Linked DNA regions of Sus scrofa: region 1 is linked to region 2. The links are chromatin contacts, called in public Hi-C maps. All regions are on one chromosome and are shown on one strand. Each heading gives the region's core, a stretch centred on a gene start, on an enhancer-like site or on the middle of the called end of the contact. The rest is flanking DNA. Distances are from core to core; before and after follow the strand shown. Region 1 overlaps RAB31 (ras-related protein Rab-31). Region 2 holds the start of PPP4R1 (serine/threonine-protein phosphatase 4 regulatory subunit 1).

Region 1 (4,355 bases), core at 1,378-3,877, 98 kb after region 2:
TAAGAAGATCAAGCGACGTAATATATACCATTTTAATGAAAAAAAAAAAAACCCACGTGGTTATCTCAATGCAGAAAAAGCATTTGAGAAATTCCAACACCCTTTCATGAGGAAAAACTCAAAAAAGAGAGAGAGAAATAGAAGGAAAGTGCCTCAACATGATAAAAGACATCTATGAAAAACCCACAGCTACTGTTAGGCTTGATGGTGAAAGACTGAAAGCGTTCCTCCTAAGGTCAGGAACAAGACAAGGATGCCCACTTCCACCACCGCTCTTCAACATTGTACTGGGGACTCTAGTCAGTGCAGTTAGGCAAGTCATCCCGACTGAAAAAGAACTAAAATTGTCTCTGCTGGCATGTGACCCCAAACCCACACTCTGAGCACCACAGTTCTGCTCCAGCGGGCAGTCAGTTTGTGGGAGAGCTGGGGTTATTGTTACTTAGGGTGTCCTCCGTGTACCCTGACTGTTATTTTCTGTTCCTCCTTCATCATCCTGTTCCCTCAGGTGTGTATCCTGTGTGTCTCACACTCTGTGCTGTGACCTCTTGGGGTCTCTGAGCTAATTGGACCTTTCTTTCTCTCTCTTTCTTTTTTTTTTCTTCTTTTTATGTCTTTTTAGGGCTGCACCCACGGCATGTGGAGGTTCCCAGGCTAGGGGTCAAATCAGAGCTGTAGCCGCCAGCCTACACCAGATCCGAGCCATGTCTGTGACCTACACTACAGCTCACAGCAACGCCGGATTCTTAACCCACCAAGCAAGGCCAGGTATTGAACCTGTGTCCTCATGGATGCTAGTCAGATTTGTTTCCACTGAGCCATGATGGGAACTCTGAAGCTTTCTTTTCATATTGTCCTCCAATTCAAAGAGATAGGGCAAAACTCAGATAGGGTAAAACAATTATGATTTTTTTTAAAGAGCAGCTTGAAACAGTTTCTTGGTTATGGTTTCTTGTTTTTTTGGCCCCTCCCACAGTATGCAGAAGTTCCCAGGCCAGACATCAAACTCCCGACACAGCAATGACTGCACTGCATCCTTAACCTCTAGGCCATCAGGGAACTCCAAACAATTATGATTAAGGTTTGCAAAATGATTCCCAAGAGTGGCTGTCAGATTTTGATCTATGAGCAAGGAAAAGATTGTGTGCATATTTTCTGTGGCGTGGTGTGCACACAGAAAGAAATCTGAGACTCTTCTTGTCTCCTGTAGGGGAGTTGGGTCCTTGCTGTCCCTCAGGGATGCCACATGGTGGAGAAACACAGACACTTTGTGGGTGTCCTCTGCCTGCCCTGCCATGCAGTGACTGGGTCCCAGGATCAAGGGGTGGCTGAGGAAGCCCCTGAGCCCCAGGCGCCTGGGTCCTCTCCGTTCATTCCTTCCTTTTTGTGTCTCCCCAGCCGTGGTCCAGACTGAACCGCAGCTGGTAGCCAGCCCAAAGGTCTGAGGTCTGAGGGTAGGCGCAGGGCACTCTGAGTTCCTGCTGTTATCTGATGGGGAATATTGCGGGAACAGCCCTAGGGGTTTGTGTTTTGATTTTTTCAGAGAAGGAGCAAACGGAGAGTTCAGTGGTGCCGGCCAGCCTGTGGCTACCATTCTGAGGAAGTGTAAACATCAAGCTGGCTTGGTTGGATCTAAACTCAAGGTTAAATGTCATAGAGAACACAAGCTCCAAATTTTTTTCCTTTGGTCATCAGAATGACAGGATGCTGCTGCCGTCTGTGTGTCCTGGCTGACCCTCTGTTCCTGGATGCTAGAAAGATGCAGTTTGCCATTTAGATGCATTTAGCAGAAGGGGATCCCTTCTCGTAAAAATGCAGGCTTGGCATGCTCTGGGATTTGGAAACTCCTTCTTAAAGATCCTCATCCTTTTCTGGGAGAGAGGCAGACAGACAAAATAAGGGTCAGCGCAGGCACACTTTACAAGTGTGTTTTCGCTAGCCTGTGATGCTTGGGAAAGTTGCTTTTATGCCAGTTTGGGTAAGTTGCCTGCTGTAGGGGTAGGACACTGAAGTGTGAAATTAGCTGCTCAGGTCACATGGTCAGATCACGGTGTGGCAGAAGTTGGTACTCTGAGGTCGGAGAAGTTCTGCAATCCCATTCCTGACCCCGAAGTTGTCCCAACCACGGAGTGAAGAAACACACTTCCTTTGCTTCATCTGACCGGATTATCTGTAAACTTCTGGCCTGGTTGCCTCAGTCGAACTGCAATCTTCCTGCTTGAGCGAGAATTCTGCGGGGGAGGCGGGGGCAGTGCATTGTAGGTCCCCAGGGCCGGAACACGAACAGACAGAAGGGTCCAAATTGAAACCAGAATGATGATTTCACTCCTGGAACAAGGAATCTTCTTTCCTTGTACATTTATTTTTCTTCCTTGATTTTTTTTTAATCAAGTCAATCAGTTGTATATTTGTAAAGCTGGAATATAGAAATGGACATCCTCTGACAACTTAGAGAGCACAGAGCTTTCTGTCCCTTAGATTCCTAGTGCACATGTAGGAATGACCTTTAAACCATGACTGTGGCCCAGGATGCAGATGCAATGCACCCGAGGTCAGTGAGTGGCCAAGGCGATGCTTGGGGTGCTTAAGCCGGAGGCAGCTGGACTTTGCTGTTGGCCAGGCCCAGCCATCAGGCAATCTTTTCCAGGCTTTCTTTGCTGAATGGCTCTTCAGCTACAGTCATAAAGCAGCACATTATCACGTTATGGTTTGGACATAACTGCCTGCCAAAAAAAAAAAAAAGTGAGTGTGATGAAGTGATGGCAAAGCCCAGAGCGTGGAGATGATGTGATACCACTGGGCTCAGCTATAAAATCCTTATGGGTGTTTCCTCCTGGGGGTCAGGCTTTGGATGGGTAGCCCCTATGCTTCTGGTGGCCATCAGGAAGTTCCAGCATGCCCCAGACCCAGCCAAAAAATAAAAATACAGGGTATCCATGGAACCCAAAGCCCGGTGTGGCTGAGCCTGGGGAAGAGAGGGGATGTGCCTGAATGCCTAGTCCTTGGGCTGCTTGGCTTAATTGCTCTCCACACAGCTGCTTCTCATTTCCAGTGCAGGGATTTGTATAGTGGCTGCCTCCAGCCTCCACTTCACACGGTGGTTCTTACTTTGGGGGCTTGGTGCCTGGGTTTCCCAGCCTTTCGTGAGGGATACAGAGAGTCCTTTCCCCCAGTGCTGGCAAGTACTGATTTTAAGTCTGTGACAACGGCATGAGCAGAAATGTGAAATCTGAGGGGTGTGCAGGCAGCTTGCGCCAGCCTCAGCATCCAGAGATTTCTGTGTTTGGCCAAACAGTGTTGAGATGGTGCTGATAGATGGATCGTTCTTCTAAAATTTCTGTTTCTGACTATGTCTTATAGGTTGCAAGATATCTTAGGATAGTATTGCATGGGTGCAGTTTGTAAATAAATACACACTTCTCAGAGGATGCACACATCATTTTCTATAGATGAGCAGTCTGGGGCTCAGGCTTTATGGGCATGCTCATACTGCATGTAGGTACCCACAGTATCTCTGGGAATATTCGGTTACTCATACAAGGGACAGTTCCTATCTTGAGAAGCACTCACTACACATTTTCTTTGCTACCCTCCTATCACGTGAAGAGGAAGGTGGTCAGCTCTATGGGGTTGTTATCAATTTATCTACACCTATTTGCACAAAATCATGTTTTAATATAGAAATTAACCAAAGTTGTTCAGCTGTAGGAAACTGTCTATTATTTCACTTCGAGGGTTTTTTTTTCCTTCCATTTTTGACCACCCTGTGGCATATGGAGTTCCTGAGCCAGGCATCAGATTTGAGCCACCGTTGTAACCCATGCTGTAGATGTGGCAACACCGGATCCTTTAAGCTACTGTGCCGGGCTGGGGATTGAACCTGCATCCTGGTGCTGCAGAGGTGCTATCAATCCGCTGATCCTGTTGTGCCACAGTGGGAACTCCTCACTTTGAGATTTCTTAGCTCTGGACTTTTTCCTCCCTAGCTTTTTTTTTTTTTTCTTTTTTTGAAAAGAATTCTATTTTCACTTTGCCCATATTCTAGTTAGGTTAAGTTATCTCTACCAATATGAAATAAATCTAACATTTTGTTCAATCTTTTTGAAAATTGAACATTATTTTATTAGGATCATGCAGCATACATTTGCATAATAAATGCATTTTTATTTCTATGAAAACCTTACCAAGTTCTTTTTTTTTCTTTTTTTGCTTTGATCTTTTTTCTTTTTTGAGAAGTAATTGGCATAGAACATTATATTAGTTTCAGGTATACAACGTAATGATTTGACATTCGTATATGTTGTGAAATGATCACCGCATAAGTCTAGTTAATATCCATGGCCTCACATAGTTAG
Region 2 (4,363 bases), core at 356-2,855:
CTAGAGGGCATGGATTGTGACCATCCTGCCCACTGGTAGATCCTCAGTACCAAGCAGAACTCTGGAGGGTCATGAATAAATCATGGTTGAGTTCTTCACAGGTATGGCTTCTCTTCTAGGTTGCGTTCCCTAAGGGTCAAGGGCACAACTAACAGGACAGCTCACTTTTTAACCTTGACGAATGCATGGCACCTAAGTGGTAAGAAATGAGTGACAGCCCTTAACACCTGCTGAAGGAATGTGTTTTCTATTTACAAAACCTTGAACCTGAATATAAGCATGAGACGCCCCTGCCTCATCAGAGCCACGTCTTCAAGCCTAACTGTGCAAAAAACCAATAGCTACCTTAACATTTTAAGGTCACTAGGAGGGAGACAAGTGTCCTAGGGTAAAACATCACAGGAAATGTAAAAGTTGTCTTTAACTACCTGAGCGCTGCTCCCTTAAAAGAGCTCGTTACTTAAAAAAAAAAAAGTAAACTTATATTTTGCCAAAAATAAGTTTACATATGGTTCACTCACTTAAAAAAAAATACTCTTTTTAAGGAATCCTTCTAAAGAGTAAATCGCCCTCACTTCACTCAAAACACCCAGTCTTTAAAAATTGAGCTTATTTGTGGCAAGGGACACATTACACAATGCAAAAAAAGATTAACTACACGGCATTTAAAAGAGCTATTTCAAAGTGCAGCCACCTCTGTATTACTTACATCGACAGTAGCCACAGTAAATCTCAGCTCTGCCCGAACACACCACAAATTCTACCGCGGTTATCTCTGCAACTCAAGGACAATTTCCAAATTATTCTGTGTTCTCAGAAGAGCACACACGAAATGAACAAGTCCTTTCTGACGCTACTCTGGAAATGTCAAACTTTGTTTTGTTTTCCTTTCAGCCAAAGAATCGACTGTGAAAACTTGAGCATCTCCAAGAAAGCAGACATCTGAGTGTTCAAGAAGGCCTGGCGCCGTGCGAACCGCGCACCCTAGGAACGCGGCGGGGAAAGCGGCCCCTCCCGCCAGGCCACACCTTCCACCTTCCCGGCCCCCGGACCCCGGCGCCGGGAGACTGCGGGTCTCCGGCGTGCGGTGCCGCTCCGCGCGGGAGGCGCCCAGACCCTGTCCACGGTCCCAGCCCTCTGGCCCGGGAGGGGCCGCGGAGGCTCCCGGGCGCCCGCCTGCCCCGGCTTCCGCCCGCCGGTGCTCCCGCCCGGCCGCCGAGCCGCCCCCTCCGAGCCGGGCCGGGGACCGAGGGCCGGGGGCCGGGCGTCCCCACAGCCGCCGCCGCGCCGGGATCGGCCTCTGGACCCCACCGCCCGCCAGCCCCCCGCCCCGAGGCCGGCGCGCACTCACATCCGTCCGCGTCCTCCTGCAGGTCCTCCTGGAGCAGCGACAGGTCTGCGCCGAGGGAAAGAAGAAAGCCGTCAGCCCGCCGCCCGCCGCCCCCGGCCCGCGCCCCCCGCCCGCCGCCCCGCCGCGGGGCCCGTACCCGCCATCTTGCGGCGCCCCCTCCTCCGCCGTCGCCCGGGGACCGGGGCTACAGCGCGGCGCGCGCGGCGGCCGGTGGACGCGCGCGGGAGGCGGTGCCGCGGGGGCGCGCGGGGCGGGCCGAGCGCGGCGGGCGGACCCGGCCGCCCCTGCCCGCGCGCCGGCCCGCCTCCCGCCTGGCTCGCTCCCGGCCGCCCCGCCGGCGCGCTCTCGGCTCGGCCCGCCGCGGTACCGCGTGCGGTCGGGCGTCGTTGCCGCCGCCGGGGGCCCGCGCCGAGTGCTGGGCCGGGCGACCGGGGCGGGCGGGGCCTCGCGCCGCACGCTTTGTTGGGTCACGGCGCCGCCAGTTCGGTCGGCGGGGCTCAGCCCGGCCGCCACTCTATACACACACAGACACACACACACACACACCCCGCCCTGGCGGCTGCGCGCGCGGCCTCTGCTCCGGCCGAGACCGGGGCACTTCGGAGCCGGGAAGCGCGAACAAAGCCGCCGAGGGCCAGGCGCGGCGGGGCGGCTGGGCTCAGGCCGGTTCCGCCCCCTGGGCGGCGGGCGCGCGCGGGGCGGAAGTAAGGGCGATCCCCGACCTGGGGTTACTAGGATGAATGAGGGACAGCTGGGTCCGAGCGTAGGGTCCCTGACCTCCGCCGGTGCAGGAGGAAAGGCTTCTTTCTAGCTGTAGCTTTTATCCTGAAAGTGTTGAAACAATTTTGGTGGTATATGAGGTGCTGGAGTGAAACCTGTATCACAGGTTTTATTTTCCCTTGTTTTTACATGAGTTAAATGACGAGTACGACCTCTTCCACTCGAGGCCTCGGAAAGGCTCAGCTCCTGAGTGGGGAACAAAACAATGAGGCATCCTTACAGTTTTCGGAACAGGCCAGTTTAAAGTGATGCCACGTTGGGGGTCTGGACTCCTGGGGAGCAGAGAGAATTCCAAATGGTCTGCACTGTGGCCTTAACCAAGGGCACTATTACATTTAATGCCGTTAAAGACCCTCTGAAATTCATGATTCTGTGTAATAAAGTGGATTCTACTAGCTGTTCCAAAAACTTGCCTCGCAGATGCTACAAGATGGAATGCATGTTGCATAGTATATGTTAAGTTTCTGGGAGTAATAATAACTGGAATAGCACCTACGAGTCTAGTTGTGTGTCTTATTTTCTCAAATACAGAGTAATTAAAACTAAGAGCCAAACTGTCACGACCCATTTCTTCCCTGAGAGAAGGCCCTTCCCTGAATTCAGGTGACACTAATTCTCAAAATGACAAGGAGTTAGAAATTCACAGGCTATCAATTGACTCAGCCTGTAAGCATTTTGCCCAATGACACCTACCACTTTAACAATTCCGGGTGGAGGGGGGCAGGCACAGGATTTGGCTCTTTACACGAAGCGGTGATCTCCTTGCAACAACACAAGATCCAGGTCGCCAACTATGCTTCAGCTCCTGGACACACAAAAATAAGGAAACTATCTGGATGGTCTACCCAGTAAAGGCAGACTTCTAATTCTCAATGATTGTGCTGAAGTAGAGGTTACATACCCAGTGTTAGCCAGGGATGCAGAACGGCTAACCCTGCTTTTGCCTCACTGTGTTTTATCTCACTTTCTCTGCATTGGCAGCAGGGAGGAAGGTGTGTAATTTTGTCCATATTGTTCAGGAGCTGTGCATCTAGTTATCATCTTACCTGCACCACATGTTACAGCTGGTCCCTGGAGGCAGCTTGGTTTTCAGACATTTCAATGGGGCATCCTTACAGTTTTCGGCATAGGCACGATTTTTACATTTGATTTTTGTTCACCCTCTAGTCCTTTCTCAGAGATACAAGAAATGTTTTTTAAACCAGTATTTACTCTCTAAAAGGCACTGTTTCCTCCTCATAAAAAAAATGATATTTGAGGTGTTCCTGTCATGGCGCAGCGGAAGCAAATCCGACTAGCAACCATGAGGTTGTGGGTTCAATTCCTGGCCTTGCTCAGTGGGTTAAGGATCCAGCACTGCCGTGAGCTGGGGTGTAGGTTGCAGACACGGCTTGGATCCTGCGTTGCTGTGGCTGTGGCCTAGGCCAGCAGCTGTAGCACCAATTAGACCCCTAGCTTGGGAACCTCCATATGTCGTGGGTGCAGCCCTAAAAAGCAAAATAATAATAATAATAATGATATTTGAGGAGTTCCCATAGTGGTTCAGCGGTAATGAACCCGACTAGTATCCATGAGGATGTGGGTTCTGTTCCTGGCCTTACTCAGGGGGGTAAAGGATCCAGTGTTGCCGTGAGCTGTGGTGTAGGTCACAGAGGGGTTTTGGATCCTGAGTTGCTGTGGCTGTGATGTAGACTGGGAACATCCATGTGCCATGGCTGCGGCCCTAAAAAGAAAAAAAAAAAAAAAAGATATTTGAACCAAGAATAGCAATTATTATTCTACACATTCCTACCCCATTGGCACTTTTAATGTAGCCTATGGATGCCAGTTGTGCTGTTAGTGGTCAGAGCACAACCCCCCTTCCCCACAATCTGCCACTGAAATCTGTAAACTAGAGGGAATGCCATGAGTCACTGCTTTAAAAAGTATCATCCAACTATGTGGTACGAAGGCCTGAGTTTTTCAGAATAAATCCTCTTTCAACTGATAGTGAAAACTTTTATTAGTAGCCAAGGAGCCTCGGAAATGGTTGAATTTGGCTCTTCAAACACCAACAAACATAATAAGTATCACGGGGAAAGTATTGCTAATAAACAAAAAAAAAAAAAAACCCAACTGACATCGCCTGATGCAATGTCATTTATTAATTTTTGTATTGGTCATTGAACTGTTTACTTTTTTCTTCAATGAACATTCCTGAAACTGAAAGTATACAAAAAGTGGGTCTATTAG

The links. Hi-C and Micro-C count contacts between places; a contact is called where the count stands out from the background.
Region 1: a Hi-C map of alveolar macrophages shows a contact between it and region 2, with 2.7 times the contacts expected there. The contact joins the enhancer-like site here to the promoter of PPP4R1 in region 2. A contact is called at or near these places in 2 of 5 promoter capture datasets (fetal liver and liver), 14 of 47 Hi-C or Micro-C datasets (alveolar macrophages, blood, brain and 10 more) and 2 of 2 datasets of contacts at active chromatin or transcription factors (alveolar macrophages and skeletal muscle).

What each region holds. Positions count from the first base shown.
Region 1 is chr6:98,363,428-98,367,782 of Sscrofa11.1, reverse strand. All of the region lies in intron 1 of RAB31 (ras-related protein Rab-31), which reads left to right. Among named protein-coding and RNA genes, the nearest start is that of RAB31, 20 kb to the left of the region's middle. Within about 2 kb of position 2,627, at least 11 of the 83 cell types and tissues checked have an H3K27ac peak or open chromatin away from gene starts, as enhancers often do. A contact at or near this core is called in alveolar macrophages, liver and retroperitoneal adipose tissue, where this site is marked.
Region 2 is chr6:98,460,075-98,464,437 of Sscrofa11.1, reverse strand. PPP4R1 (serine/threonine-protein phosphatase 4 regulatory subunit 1) reads right to left here and starts at 1,605. Exons shown (of 20, transcript XM_021096060.1): 1 at 1,488-1,605; 2 at 1,352-1,396. The coding sequence starts at 1,494.